Regions from separate parts of the Mus musculus genome. Here regions 1 and 2 are each linked to region 3. The links are chromatin contacts, called in public HiCAR-type and HiChIP or PLAC-seq maps. All regions are on one chromosome and are shown on one strand. Each heading gives the region's core, a stretch centred on a gene start, on an enhancer-like site or on the middle of the called end of the contact. The rest is flanking DNA. Distances are from core to core; before and after follow the strand shown. Region 1 holds the start of Metrnl (meteorin, glial cell differentiation regulator-like). Region 2 holds the start of Rfng (RFNG O-fucosylpeptide 3-beta-N-acetylglucosaminyltransferase). Region 3 holds the start of Foxk2 (forkhead box K2).

Region 1 (4,446 bases), core at 35-2,534, 440 kb before region 3:
TTTCTCAGAAAACCCTCTTGACCAAAATCACCCACCGCACGCATTGCCCCATGAGCCCCCTTCACTGGAGTCTGTGCTTCAGACGAGATCGTGTACCTCCCCAGGCCTGCGCAAGCGCCCTGCCCCTGGGATGAGCTACATCAGACCCCCACCGCCGTCCCAGCCCACGTTTTCAGGAGACCCGCATCAGCGCAGCGCGCTATGCAAACCGCTGAATTGGCAACTTGCAGCTGTAAAAAACTGGCTCTGCAAAGAGAGGGGGCCGGCCGCTGTGCCTGGCGCGTTCTCAGTGTCCAAAGTAGCTACGACTCCTCAGGCACCCCGCCCGCGCACACTTGTGACTTGTGCTTCTTTCCATACGTCACACTTCAGTTAAAACAACAGCAAAAAGTCCTCCGCTGTCACTGCTGATGGGGACGAGAGAGAAGTGTCACAGGAACCCTGTGCCCTGCTGCCAAGGGCGGCTTGACCTTCACCAAGCGGGCTCAGGGCTCTACCCTACTGCATTTGGCCGCAGACAGGTGTCGACCCCATCTCTTTGCCCCAAAGATACGGTCTGCAGCCGATACGGGTCTCGTTTGGACCCCACGCTCTCCACGCCACAGCTGTCCCTCTAGATGAGCACAATCCCAACCCTTTCCCAAGAATCAGAAATCCCAACCGTTGGGAGGACCAAACATGCAGCCTATGGAGCCCAGGAAACCCACTAGGGCAGTATTACGCGCGCGGAGAGTGGGCGTCTTCCGAGCTGGGACCCAGATGCCACCAACTCTTTTGTTCTGAAACCAGAGCTAGGGCGGGGGTCACCGGACTTGGCCAGCATAGCTGTCCCTACCCCGCAAGCTCTGCCACTCGCTGCCGAGGGCTCCGGTCCAGGTCCAGGGAGTCCACGCTGGAATCACCCGCAAGACTCACCTCCCCTTCCAGCTGCACAGGTCGCTGGAGTACTGAGCGCTCGCGCCGCCCAGCAGCAGTAGTAGCAGCAACAGCAGCGGTGGCGGCGGGGGCGGACCCGGCCCAGGGCCCGGGGACCGAGGCCACTGCTGCCCCGCGCGCCTCCGGGCCGCCCACACCGCACCCCGCATGCTCCGGCCGGGTCTGCGTCCGGTGCGTGCCTGCACCCACAGAATAGGCTCTTGAGGCAGAGCGATGGGAGGCGTGGGTCCGCGTGCGAACTGATCACGTCGCGCGTCTATAGCCCATCCCGGCTCGCCCCTAGCCGCCCACCACAGGAGCCGCCCAAGCTGCAACTAGAGAAGCGCGCCGGCTGCCCCTAGAACCTCTGAGCTGGCAAGTTCCCGGACCGTGGTCTGGCTCAGCTGGGGGGCGGAACCGTGAAGCCACCCCGCCCTCGGCCGAGCTCCGCCCCCGCCTGGCCTTCGGCCCGGGCCAGCAGTTCCGCCCCGTGCGCCAGCTCACAGATCTGTGTCCTGCCAGCTCTAGCCTGGAACGCCCTGGTGTCACGCCGCAGATACTCAGTGGGCAGCATCTCGCCGCACAGGACAAGGGAAAGTGCAGCTCGGAGTGGGACAAACGACTTTGCAAAGAACGGGAACAAGGTCAGGGAGGAGGGCTGGGGCTGGGACGAAGAAGCTGTAGGGATGGGGATGGAAGAGTTTGGGCCTGGGGGAACTGCACTATTATGCACGAAGTGAAGAAATCTGAGCTCCTTCCAGCAGCTAGACACCATCTTTTAGACAGCCTGAGTGGCCTCCAGTGCACAAGGACTATTGTGATGCTCACAACTCAAGAGCGGTGGCTTCTTGGGGTTCCTGGCACCCTCTCTTTCTGTTCCCCAGCTCAAAATTTGCCTTGGGAGGGAGGAGAGAGAGAGAGAGAGAGAGAATATCAGAGAGAGACTGAGACTCTGCCATTAGTAAGCACTGGCAGCTTCTACGAGGTTATTCGAGACTCTGGAACATCCATCCCATAGAAAGGCCTCAGGTGTGCAATCAGTCCCCAGGCCACACTTTCAAGTGTCCTGTGGTCTCTTGTTTAATATTCACTTTGTCATCTTGAAGCTGAGGTTTTAGGCTGGATGCTTCTTTACAGTGAAACCTACCTTGGGCAGTGTGGAGCTTTATCGTCATTTCATCTTGGGACCCATTCTATACTTCAATAGTATCTCCCATCCCGAGTTTGACAGATCCAATTGTCTCCAAATATCCTTCCAACAGAAACAAAAAAATAACCATCTGAGAGCCCAGTCTGGCCATGAAGGGGCGTCGCATGGAGATCATGGTGATCCTAACATCTAGTGGGGGAGCTACACAGGAGCAGGGCAGAAATAGGGAGGTGGAGGGACACATTCTCTGGCCTGGAGCTTGATTTAAAAAACAAACAAACAAACAAACAAAACAGGGAGAAGGTGATGAGGCAATCTTTCTTCACTTCAAAGCCCCAAACAGTATCAAATGATGGACGAAACTGGCCTGGATAGGTCAGGAGGAAACAAGGGATTCCAGAGTACCCTCTATGCATGAGGAAAGGCCTAGAAATGCAGTTTATTTATTAGGTGGCAACCATACTGAGAGTAAGAGGGACAAATTTATGTCTTCAAGAGGAAGAGCCAGCACCACCTGTGGCTTTGAGGCCACTAAACAGCTGAGGAAAGGAGAAGGTCTGGGGATCTGGAAAAGACATCTGAAGTTTAAGAATCAGTGTAAAACAGTCGTACAGCTGAGCAGGTCTTTCTACTCAACTAAAACCCAGAACTGGAACCCTGCCTCGAATATAAAGTGATGTCACCTTGAAATTCAAGGCCCTGTTTGATGCTCCAGGGACATACCTGTGCATTGAGAGCTTGAAGGTCTACTCCACCAACGCCAAGGCCCTTAGAGTATACACCTTGTCCCTATCACTGCAGGGTTCCAGTGCACAGACATTATATGAGCCAGGTGATAACCCCAAGCAGGTGAGGAAAGGAACCTGCCAATTGCACACTGTAAACTCTGGCTACTTTCTATATAGTAATCCCTTTTACTAGGGACTCTGTAGAGATGAATACACAATTTGCATGTAGCCAATCATGTCTCATCCATCTTGGAAGGCCTATATGGCTCATCACAGTTCAGATCGTAGCATGAAAGCAAGTAGGAGTGCTATCCGGTGCAGATGTTAAGAGCTAATGACCTACAGTCACTAACAGAGGGCTCAGGTTGACTAAAGCTGGTTCTGTCCCAGGGAATGGTAGAGGCTCATGTGCATTTGTCAAAAAAACAATGGAACACAAGATTGAACTGGAATCTATACTTTGCCCTTTAGTTTATGACATACAAATACTAGCTCATTATTACTGCACATATATTAAGACAAGATGCTAATGACAGTGGGAGGAAGGAGTAGATATCGGAGATGTCTCTATTTTCTTTTCAGTTTTTGTAAACCTTTAAAAATCCAATAAAAAAATTTACAACAAGGTAAGGGTGAATATTTGTCTGTCAGGGTTCTTGCAAGAATCCCATATGACATCGAGGAGGTTGTCTCTGCCTTCCAGGACCCAGATCCTCCTGTAGGATCACTGAAGCAGTTATCTCCTTGTTCTCATCCCCCTGATCCATTACCTAGCGTAGGTTGGGGACAGGGCAGCAGACCTGGTTTTCAGAGCTGTCGCTGGGTTAACTACATTCTGCTGGCTTGTGAAGTTTTGTGCTGTAGAGATCCTCATAGACTCCTGATACCTGTGCTGACCCCTGTCCTGCAACATCTGCAGAAAAGATATCCCCCAACAGGCAGGACTCCTGGGGGCAGGAGAATGATGTAGGCCAAGGCTGTTAGGTTGCCTACGAACCACTGTCCAGTACTCTTAGATCCTAGTAGGTTAACCATGGACTCATGGGGGCCTGGACAGTCTCTCAGAGGTTTCCCAGAGGCCCTTTGGGAAGTTCTGTAAGGAAAGAGTCTGATATGTGTTGTTCCATGATAAGTGGGAAGGGGCCACTTCTCAGGTAACATTTTATAGGCTAAACCCAAGAAGGGCTCCAGCATCTCCCTCCTGACCTACAGTGGGGAGGATTGGCCCCTCCGTGGTCCTTGCATCACTGGTACAGAGTTTGATACAAATATCTGTGATAAATTCCAAGTACAGCCCCAGGGTGGAGCATGTGTAGCTAGTCAGATGTGAGGCTGAGAAGGCATATGGCCTCACAGATCTGAGGACCAGGATAACAAGTACAAGATCAGCTATGTATGTCTGGCCCCAGAGATTTTCTGCCACACAGTGTGAGCTACTACATTTCATGGGACGCAGCAATAGAAAGAAGATGCTGGGGGCAGACTCTGTGGAGCTATTCATCTCTCAATCCTTTTAAACTTTAAAATGTAAATAGGTCCTTGTGAGTGATAGGCTATGTAGCATAGATACTAATACCATATTCTGGTTTCCACAATCTATGGTGTTAGGGCCCAGTTTTAAACCTCAGTTACTTCCAAAGTAGGATGGCTTTA
Region 2 (4,564 bases), core at 662-3,161, 480 kb after region 3:
TTTGGTAAAGAAGAACAGCGATACCAGATTCTCAAGGATTAGGAAGCTCAACTGTCTGCACAGAGGCAAGGAAGCCAACGGAGAGAAAATGGCCGGCTACCAGCTCTCCACCCCAAGGAGGAAGCATGTTCTATCTCTCACCTACTGGAGGCACATCACGGGTGAAAGGCTGGCAGGGAAAAGCCATGGCCAGCCCAGATCTGCTCACCCTCCCCTGCTCCCTAAGGCTTAACCTGGTAGCCTCGGAGAGCTTCCGGTGTATCTCTTCATACATGTCCACATTGAAGGTCCTCTGCACGAAGGATAGAGCCATTTTCAAGGCCTCTACCCTCAGTGGAGGGCAACGGTCAGCAATAAACTGTAGTCGCTCAATTCGCATCAGGCCACTGTAGCTGGCTGCATACTGCTCCAGATCCTTGTGGGGAGGAGATAAGCGGGTCAGCTGGGTAAGCAAGGACCTGACAACCTGAGCCAGGATACTAAACCTTCCCGAGGGAGACTTGGGGCCACAGTCTTGACTGCTGTCCCAGAGGCTGGGAAGAGACAACAGGGGTGGATTAAGGATCATCAGGTTCAAGCTCTGCCCCGGGAAATGGAAACTCAACAAGTGATGGATGCTGGGGTAAGAAAAGGGTAAGTGTCAGCGGCAAATACAGCTTTGCTTCACACTGACCCAATGGGGCTGTGCCCTATGGAGAAGCAGGTGCAGGGTCTTAGCACTACCTGAGAACCCAACACAGGTGGGCAAATGAAAACCCAGTTTCCTGGCTTAGAGGGATGTGTCTAAAGTAGTTGCTAAAAAGCATCAGCTGTCCTAGGATATACACCATAGCGGGAGTCTGAGTTGGACCCCTCAACATGTCCAAGTCACCAGGAGTCCCCCGCCACGTGGGATTCATACCAGGGTGGGATTCTCCACCACATAGTTGACATCAGGTGCGTTCTGCGGATCTTCCTGCGGATCGACATCAATCTGCATGGGTTCCACGGCCCCCTGCAATACACGAAGAGCAGCTTGACACAGGGCACCAGGGACAGCAGAGGATGTTCCTGTCCCCCACGGTCGCTTCTGCCCTCGATTTTCCAAGGCAGAACTGCACTGGGCCCCCACAGGTGCTGGCAGCCAAGCGCCCTCAGCTCTCCCACCCAGGTCCTGCGCACAACTCTTGAGACTGACTGCGGGAACCATCAAGCGTTCCGGGCCGCCATCCCGACCCATCTCCCTCCAGGCCACAGAGATCCAAACAGATTGTCACCCTATTTTCATCAATCCAAAGAGCCAGAGCAGACTGGCCACGCCGCGGAAGGGGTCGGCGCATCCCGGACTCCAGGGCCCAGGGCCTCAAGCGCCGTCGGGAGAGCCGCTCCCGGGCGGGCGCGCAGCCGTACCTCGGAAAGCAACGTGCAGGCCGACAGGCTGGCGCTCAGGCTGTAGTCGCCCGCCGTGCCGGGCCGCAAGTCGGACCTGCTGTGCGCAGGGCTGCGGCTCAGGTCGGAGGCCGACGACGAGGCCGAGCTGGGCGCCGGGCTGCCCCGCATGTTGGCCTGACGCGCCTCTCTGCGAGGCCGGCACCGCACGGAAAGCGTTGGCGCGCGAGGCGGGGGCGGGGCGGGGGCCGGGGCCCAGGGCGGCCCGCGAGGCAGGCGACGCTCGCGCGCCCAGGCCAGAGCCGCCGGCCCCGCCCCGCCCCGCCCTGCCTGCCGCCGGCCCCGCCCACCAGGCCCGCTCCGGACCGAACGGCCACGCGGCGAGCGCAGCCACCAAGCCCTACCTGCAAGTTAAACACCTGAACCGGCAGCGGCATCTTCCACCCCCGGCGCCGCGGCGACGTTCGCTTCCGGGGCGGCGCGTCCGTCAGTTCCGGGTCAGGGCTTGGGGCGGGGTGCTGTCACTCTTAAAGGGGCCGCCGCGGTCGCAGGCGGGCGCCCAGCGCCCGGGCCGGGGCGATCGCATGAGCCGTGCGCGGCGGGTGTTGTGCCGGGCCTGCCTCGCGCTGGCCGCGGTCCTGGCTGTGTTGCTGCTACTGCCGCTGCCGCTACCGCTGCCGCTGCCTCGCGCGCCCGCACCGGACCCCGATCGGGTCCCGACCCGGAGCCTGACCCTCGAGGGAGACCGCCTGCAACCCGACGACGTCTTCATTGCAGTCAAGACCACTCGGAAGAACCACGGCCCGCGCCTGCGGCTGCTGCTGCGTACCTGGATCTCACGAGCCCCACGGCAGGTGCGCGTCCCGTCCCCCGCCGCGCAGGGTCCTGGATTCCAGGCTGGCGCCCCTGGTCCCCGGGCTCTGCACCGACTCCCCGACCCACTCACGGCGTTTTCTCCCACAGACGTTCATTTTCACCGATGGAGACGACCCTGAGCTCCAGATGCTGGCAGGTGAGATGCTCCCCTGGCCTGAGTTGTAGCTACCAGGGCCATTCATTCCTGCGTCGGGCACTTGCCTACTGTCACACAGCTAGTGGAGGGCAGAGCCAGGACACCCATCCACCCTAACCCTAACCCAGATCCCCACCCTGCCCCCAGTTCCCGACAGGGTGCCACGCATGGCTAATGTCACCCAGATTCCCCGAGGAAGGCTCAGCCTGCCAAGTCTTGTCCTGTCCCACCTGTGCTGTTCTAAGCAACTGTCATCTGCTTCAGAATGAGGGCTGTGCTCAGTGGCTGGACAGGCCTAAACCTGAGGAGGCAAGCTAGAAGTCAACACTCACCACTCACGTATATTCCCGTATGTCCCGTGCAGGCGGCCGCATGATCAACACCAATTGCTCTGCTGTGCGCACCCGCCAAGCACTGTGCTGCAAAATGTCGGTGGAATATGATAAGTTCCTAGAATCTGGACGAAAGTAAGTAACCTCACCTGTCAGAGAACCAGGACTGAACGATGTGGAGGCTCCCACCCAAACTGGGGGGGGGGGGGCCTCAGTGCATAGACCTCTCCCTCCACCTTCAGATGGTTCTGCCACGTGGATGATGACAACTACGTGAACCCCAAAAGCCTGCTGCACCTGCTTTCCACCTTCTCTTCCAACCAGGACATCTACCTGGGGCGACCTAGCCTGGACCACCCCATCGAAGCCACAGAGAGGGTCCAAGGCGGTGGCACCGTGAGTGCTGGGCTAACATGCTCCTCCCTGGGGCTGACCCAAGGAGCACTGAAGAGTGAGAAAACCCTAAGGCAGGCATGGGCCAACTACCCTGGCTTCCATGGAACGGGCCAATCAGGCGCAGTGATAGAGAAGGCCTTAGAGGCCACAGGTGACATGTCAGGAAACCCCTTGTGCCTTCTGAAAACTCCTAGATGGTGGCCTAGGATGAGGGTAACAAGATTCAGTTGGAGGGCTGAGGGTGAGGAGCCCTATCCTGGTCAGCCCTGACAGCTTTTCCTTTTTCCAGTCAAACACAGTGAAATTCTGGTTTGCTACTGGTGGGGCTGGGTTCTGCCTGAGCAGGGGCCTTGCCCTCAAAATGAGCCCGTGGGCCAGGTAAGTGGGAGGCTGGGAAGCCAGCTGCCTGGTTTGGGGGTGGGAAGGGCTGTAGAGGTGCTGACTAGCCTCCTCTCCAGCCTTGGCAGTTTCATGAGCACAGCAGAGCGGGTTCGGCTGCCTGATGACTGCACTGTGGGATACATCGTGGAAGGACTTCTGGGCGCCCGTCTGCTCCATAGCCCCCTGTTCCACTCGCACCTGGAAAACCTGCAGAGGCTGCCGTCTGGTGCTATTTTGCAGCAGGTAGAAGATGCTCCAACCTGGTACTCCACTCCTACAAGGATGCAGCCTAGCTCCCAAGGGGTCTCCAGTTGTTCAGGGCTCAGGAGAGTGCTATCCTCAGAATTTCCTTGTTGCTTGGGGGTGGGCCCTGGGCAGAGACTTTGCCTGCTGGATGGAGAACCTTCAGGACCCTGTCTGTCCATGGCAAGCCTCGTGGGGTTTCTTATGAAGGGCCACTGTCCTGCCTCCCTAAGCCTGAGGGGTGAGTGGAATTTCCTCTAGCAGGTGGAGGGCCCAGGAGGAAGAGCCAACCCTCTCCCTCCCTGATTCTCCTCCCAGGTTACCTTGAGCTATGGGGGTCCTGAGAACCCACATAATGTGGTGAATGTAGCTGGCAGTTTCAACATACAGCAGGACCCTACACGGTGAGTGGGCACCCTGGAGGGCTCTGGTGTCAGTCCCCTCCCAGGCAGACCTGATCTGACTCCTCCTCCTGATAGGTTTCAGTCTGTGCACTGCCTTCTCTACCCAGACACCCACTGGTGTCCTATGAAGAACAGGGTTGAGGGAGCTTTCCAGTAACTGCCGACTCCTGGTGGCTGCTCTACCCGGCTCCCTCGGGCCTTAGATCATGGCGGTCAGCAGAAGCTGCTTGAAGGCCTCCCACGACCTCGGTCCCAGTTGGACACCAGGTACCTCTGGAAAATGAGACAACCGGGCTGTGCGTGCCGAGACCGTCCAGGAAGAGAGAAAGGCAAAGATGCTGAGTGCCTGATGCCTTTAGCCCAGCCACAGGTCCTTCCCTGGACAAAGTCTACCACCCCAGCTACCCCAGAGACAGTGGTTCCCAGCC
Region 3 (5,108 bases), core at 1,893-4,392:
GCAAGCCTGGTCTACAGATCAAGTTCCAAGACAACGGCTACACAGAGAAACCCTGTCTCCAGAGGGAAAAAAAAGCTGGGGTGGAAGACTAAGAGTTCAAGGCCAAGTTTACCTAGACTACCCAGGAAGCAATGTATTTGAAAACAAAATAACAAGAGTATTTACACCGGCTGTAGGGTATACCAGTTCCTAGGTGGAGGCAGTAAGGTCCCCAGTTCAAGGTCACCTTGTCATAGTTAGACTGTCAGCCTCAGCACAATTCTTCCATTATACACTCTTTTAAGTGTGTGCGGATACCTATTTGTTTAAACTTAAAAAGATTTTGGGTGGCCAGAGTTGGTTCTGCAGTTAAGAGCATTGACTGTTCTTCCAAAGGACCCAGGTTCAAATCCCAGGACCCACACAGTGGCTCAAAACCGTATTCCAGCTCCAAGGAATGCCAAGTCCTCTTCTGGCCTGTGACGGCACCAGGCACACGTGGTGCACAGACGTATTCTGGGAGCTGGCTCCCAGCACCTATGTCCGATGGCTCGTAACAACCTTTAACTTAGCTACCGAGGGATCCTCTGACGGCTCCTACCTCACGTGTACACGCCAACACAGACACATACTCACAAGTTTTAATCTAAGTTTTTAATTTAATTTGAAATTTAAAAATAACAATAAAAAATAGCTTGTAGGCCAGCAAGACAAATTACTGGTAAGGGCCCATGCTGCCACATCTGATGATCTGAGTCTGACACCCAGGACCCACACAGCGGAAAGAACTGACTCCAGCAAGTTGTCCTCTGGCCTCCATTGTGCTGTAGCAAATGCAAGCAAGGCACAGATATAAACAAAATGAACTTTCTACGTAGAGCAGGCTGTCCTTGAACTCAGAGATCCACCTGCCTCTGCCTCTTAAGTACTGGAATTAAAGGTGTGTACCACTACACCTGGCAATAAATGTCATTTTAAATTTATTCTATTTCATGTGTATGAGTATTTGCCCACACATATGTTTGTGTACTATGTGCATGACTGGTGACCACAGCATTCAAAGAGGGTATCTGATGCCTAGAGCTATAGTTACAAATAGTTTTGAGTGGTAATGCTAAGAACTGACGCTAAGTCCTCTGCAAGAGCAACAAGTGCTATTAACCAGAGACTGTTAATATTTTTAAATAAATAAACAAACAAACAAATAAATGAACTTTGTAGCCAAGCACAGTGGTGCATGCTGGGACACCCTCCCAAAGCTAAGAAATATGGAGTACAGACACATCAAACCTAAGTTAACACAGCTCTTGCTATTATCTCCAAAAACTGAAAGCAATTAAAAAACCTTCAGTCTGTGGCAAAAGCTCTACTAGCACTGATCTAGAGAGGGACCCTGAGGAATACTTAGCATTTCCTGGAAAGCAAAGTTGTTTTTCAAGCACAATAAACAGTAAGTTTATCCAACCACAGAACCAAATTGAAATTGTTTTGTGCTGTGATTGACAGTTCCCTATGAGGCTTCCTTGTAATAATTTTGTAATTATTCTACACAATCTTGTAATAATTCCTTAAAAACCAAACACCCTTTGTTCTGTTTTTTTGTTGTTGTTGTTGTTGTTTTATGAGACGACGTCTCAGCATGCAACCCAAACTATTCTAGAGTTTACTCCACAGTCTAACCTACCCTGGAACTCAAATTTCTACTGTCTCAGCCTCTAGGGTGCTGGGATTACAGGTTGAATACACTCCACCTGGCTAAAAATGCTTTTTAAAGATTACTTGGTTGAAATTAGTATCCAGTTTTCCCAGATTTCTAAGGTTCTGGACAGACAGGCTTCTAATCCTTCATGTTTGGGAGTTTTCAGTTTTTAGGCTACAAAAACACTGGGGAAAGAGAATTGTTAGGCTTAAGACGCTACCTCCAAAATATCTTGCTACTGAAACGTGAATTTAAAAAAAAAAAAAAAAAAAAAAAAAAGGTACCAGGTATCTACCCTTCATTTTAGATAGTTCTCCACCACACACATCTTAGCATCTCCCTTGGGTGCCTCCTCCCTGATGGTTAGGCACAGAGCACCCATAAAACTTCCACCCACCAACGCTGGTGATGATGGCAGGGAGGGCTGAGGGTTGATGGCAGAAATGATGGTCTGTGTTCTGAGAGTCCCATGTCAGACTGGACAAAGGGCCGTGGGTTAGAATACCAGTGCAGGGGACCTGGCAGTAGGAGGGCAGACAGGAGTGGGCCAGCATGTTAAATACTCCGGGTGGAGCGCTGGGGGGCTGTGATCCCAGTGATGGTCGTGGGCATTAAACTAGGGTAGGTCAGAATCAGTCAGGTCTTGGTTATGGGCAGTGAATGGGTCCTGGTGGTGAGTCTAGCCTTCCTTGCTCCCGGATAGCGGATCAGGATCCCTCCCTGATGGGGACCAGGTCTTGTCCAGGGTCTGACCCTGCTCATGGGTAGCTGACGTGGGTCTTCTGCGTCCTGCCTGATGATGGGCAGTGGGTCTGAGTGCGGGTCCCGCCCCTCCCCGGGGGTGGCTGCTGTGGGTCAGGGTCCCTCCCTGCTCTTGGGTAGCCACCGTGGGTCAGGTCCAGGACACTGCCCCCCTCCCGCCACTCACACGCGCGGCAGCTGCAGCGGCGGCGCCCCCCGCCGCTGGAACACCCCGTCCACGAACACGCCGTTCTTGCCGAGACAGCGCAGGTAGAAGTCGCCGCCCGCGTCCGGCCGGGGCTGCGCGGGTTCCGGGGCGGCCGCGCTATGGCCGCCGCCCGGGGGCGTGAAGATCTCCAGGTGGCGCCGCGAGATGAAGCTCGAGTGGCCCATGCTCACATCTACCGAGCCCTGCGATGAGTTGCGGCCGATGGTCACCGACCGCTTCTTCATGAGGTACTCGAACTCGCGGCCTTCGAGCCGCGCCACGGCCCAGCCGCCCGGCGGGGATCCGCCGCCCCCGGCCCCGCCGCCCGCGGGAGGGGCGCCCGCGCCCGAGAGCGCCGCCGCGGCCGCCATCGCCTGCGAGGCCTGGCCGATCCGCGCGGGCGCCCTAGCGGGCCGAGGCCCGGGCGCGGTCGTGGGCCGCGCGAGCCGAGCACGGTCGCGGAGACCGCCGGCCGGCGAGGAGAGCTGCGAGGGCGGGAGCTCGCACGGCCGCGCGCCGGCCCTACGACGGACGGGCACGCCGACCAATGGGCGCGGCGCACGCAGTGGGGCTACCGAGGCCGGCCAATGGGGAGCCGCGCCGCCGAGCGCCCGCACGTCCGGCGTCGTCGCGCGACGCAGGTTGGCCGCGGCGGCGCGGAAAACCCGGGGCGGAGTGAGGAGTTGGCGTGGGGCCGCGCGCGTTCGCGGACTGAGCGGGGGTCCAAGGTCACGACGGGCGCGAGTGCGCCCCGGGAGCCGCTGGCCCCTCTCACACTCCGCCCTAGGTTGCGTAGAGTCAGGCGCGCTGCTCGGGAACCTGCCGCATCGACCCGTATGTCACAGGGATGTGACAGAAATTACCCCAGTATGCATAGAGTTCTGCACTCAGTAATTCATACCAAGGACTGCAAATCTGAGCTTTATTCCAATCTGTGTATGTGTGATAGAGAGATCCCATCTCTCCCATTAAAAAAGAAACCACAACGCGGGCCCGTGGGAGGAGCAGAGCTATGCAGATCGAGCAGGCTGTGAGGGGCTCCAGAAGCCGGTGCCAACATAGAGGTGAAGCTGAGACCCCTAGTTTCTTCCCCAGGAACGAAGGGCAGTGGATGCACCTGCTTTAGCTCTGGTAAGAGAGGCACGTGGTCATAAAGAACGTCACACCAATATGGTGGCCCCTGGGTGCAGGCGATGGGACGCAGTGTTCTCTCACTGATGCACAAAAGGAGTTCATTCAGGTCAGGGAGAGTGGAAAGGTTGAGAGTCTGGACTTAAGCTGCATAGGATAAAGTGGACATTCTAGCCAAGAGCTTCTAAACAGAGGCCCCAGACTAGAGGCATGGGAACATTTTGCGTTCTAATTCATTCTATGTCTAAACTTGCAATACATTTAATGGGAAACAGTCTTTATAACATTTACATATCTTATTTGACATATGTGTCTGTAATTACGGGATAAATTCCTAAGGGTTCAAAATGCTTTGTACTATAAATATGGCAAAGAGCCATTTCATTAAATATTAATTTGAGGCATTGTAGGTGATGTACAGAAAACTATGGAAATGATAACTAGGTGAGTATCTAGACAAACACAGTTCAAGGACAAAGGGTGTCAAGAACAAGAAATGCCCTCCCATTACTGTTGACACCGTTGTGTTGTCCTGCGCACTGCCTAGGGCAGGTTTGAGGCTCTGCCATGTGACTCTAGCATCTATCTATAACATGGCTAGATCTAACTTTTTACACCTAGCTATCCAGGTATGTAAAGTAAGCATACAAATCCAACACTTATGTTGCTTTGTTTGGCTTTTGTGGCTGGTTTTGGTGTTTTCTGTGGGGAGGGAAAGACGATCAGTCATATATAACCCTGGCTGGCCTGGAGCTTACTATATAGGCCAAGATCACCTCGAACTCATAGAGAGCCACCCACCTCTGCCTCCCAAGGGATGGGAGTAGAGGAATGAGCCACCATATCTGGCCAAACCAAACACTTATAAAGATATTTATTTTAAAGCACTTCTTCAATGTACATGTAAACTTAAGCATTTATTACAGATGAGAACGCCGCTGTATTCTAATAGGATATATGTGCTTATCTGTTCCTGTGTATGTATCCCACTGTGGGCCATGCAGCACCAGGGACTGATGTCAGGATGTCCTCTTCAAGGACAGGGTCTTTCAATGAACCTGGAGTTCTCGGTTTTGGCAAGGCCAGCTGCCTAATGAGCCCTCGGGACCCATTTGCCCATACTCCCACATATGCCCCATTCCCGCCCAGCAGAATATTTGATCCTGCAGGATATAGAGCATCTCTGATGTTTTTCAGAGTTGATCCATATGTTTTATTAGTTGGTTTGTTTGAGATAGGGTCTCACGATGTATTCCTGAATGGCCTGGAACTCACCATGTAGACCACCAGGCTGGCCTGGAACTCAAGAGTTACCTTCCTATGCATCAAGTACTTTGATTTAATGTGTAC

The links. HiCAR-type assays count read pairs that join an accessible place to other places. HiChIP or PLAC-seq counts read pairs in DNA pulled down with a chosen protein or histone mark.
Region 1: a contact with region 3 is called in a HiCAR-type map of astrocytes, with 2.2 times the contacts expected there. The contact joins the promoter of Metrnl here to the promoter of Foxk2 in region 3. A contact is called at or near these places in 2 of 484 Hi-C or Micro-C datasets (the N1E-115 cell line and embryonic stem cells) and 2 of 115 datasets of contacts at active chromatin or transcription factors (astrocytes and embryonic hindbrain).
Region 2: an HNF4G HiChIP or PLAC-seq map of pancreatic cancer cells shows a contact between it and region 3. The contact joins the promoter of Rfng here to the promoter of Foxk2 in region 3. A contact is called at or near these places in 1 of 39 promoter capture datasets (erythroid cells) and 2 of 115 datasets of contacts at active chromatin or transcription factors (pancreatic cancer cells and pro-B cells).

Annotation. Positions count from the first base shown.
Region 1 is chr11:121,699,265-121,703,710 of GRCm38.p6, reverse strand. Metrnl (meteorin, glial cell differentiation regulator-like) reads right to left here and starts at 1,284. Exons shown (of 4, transcript NM_144797.3): 1 at 916-1,284. The coding sequence starts at 1,085.
Region 2 is chr11:120,781,551-120,786,114 of GRCm38.p6, reverse strand. Rfng (RFNG O-fucosylpeptide 3-beta-N-acetylglucosaminyltransferase) reads left to right here and starts at 1,911. Exons shown (of 8, transcript NM_009053.2): 1 at 1,911-2,222; 2 at 2,332-2,380; 3 at 2,745-2,847; 4 at 2,955-3,108; 5 at 3,398-3,486; 6 at 3,567-3,732; 7 at 4,051-4,136; 8 at 4,212-4,564. The coding sequence starts at 1,953. The coding sequence ends at 4,293. Gps1 (G protein pathway suppressor 1) reads right to left here and starts at 1,615. Exons shown (of 14, transcript NM_145370.3): 1 at 1,390-1,615; 2 at 902-994; 3 at 234-415. The coding sequence starts at 1,539.
Region 3 is chr11:121,258,021-121,263,128 of GRCm38.p6, reverse strand. Foxk2 (forkhead box K2) reads right to left here and starts at 3,142. Exons shown (of 9, transcript NM_001080932.3): 1 at 2,607-3,142. The coding sequence starts at 2,998.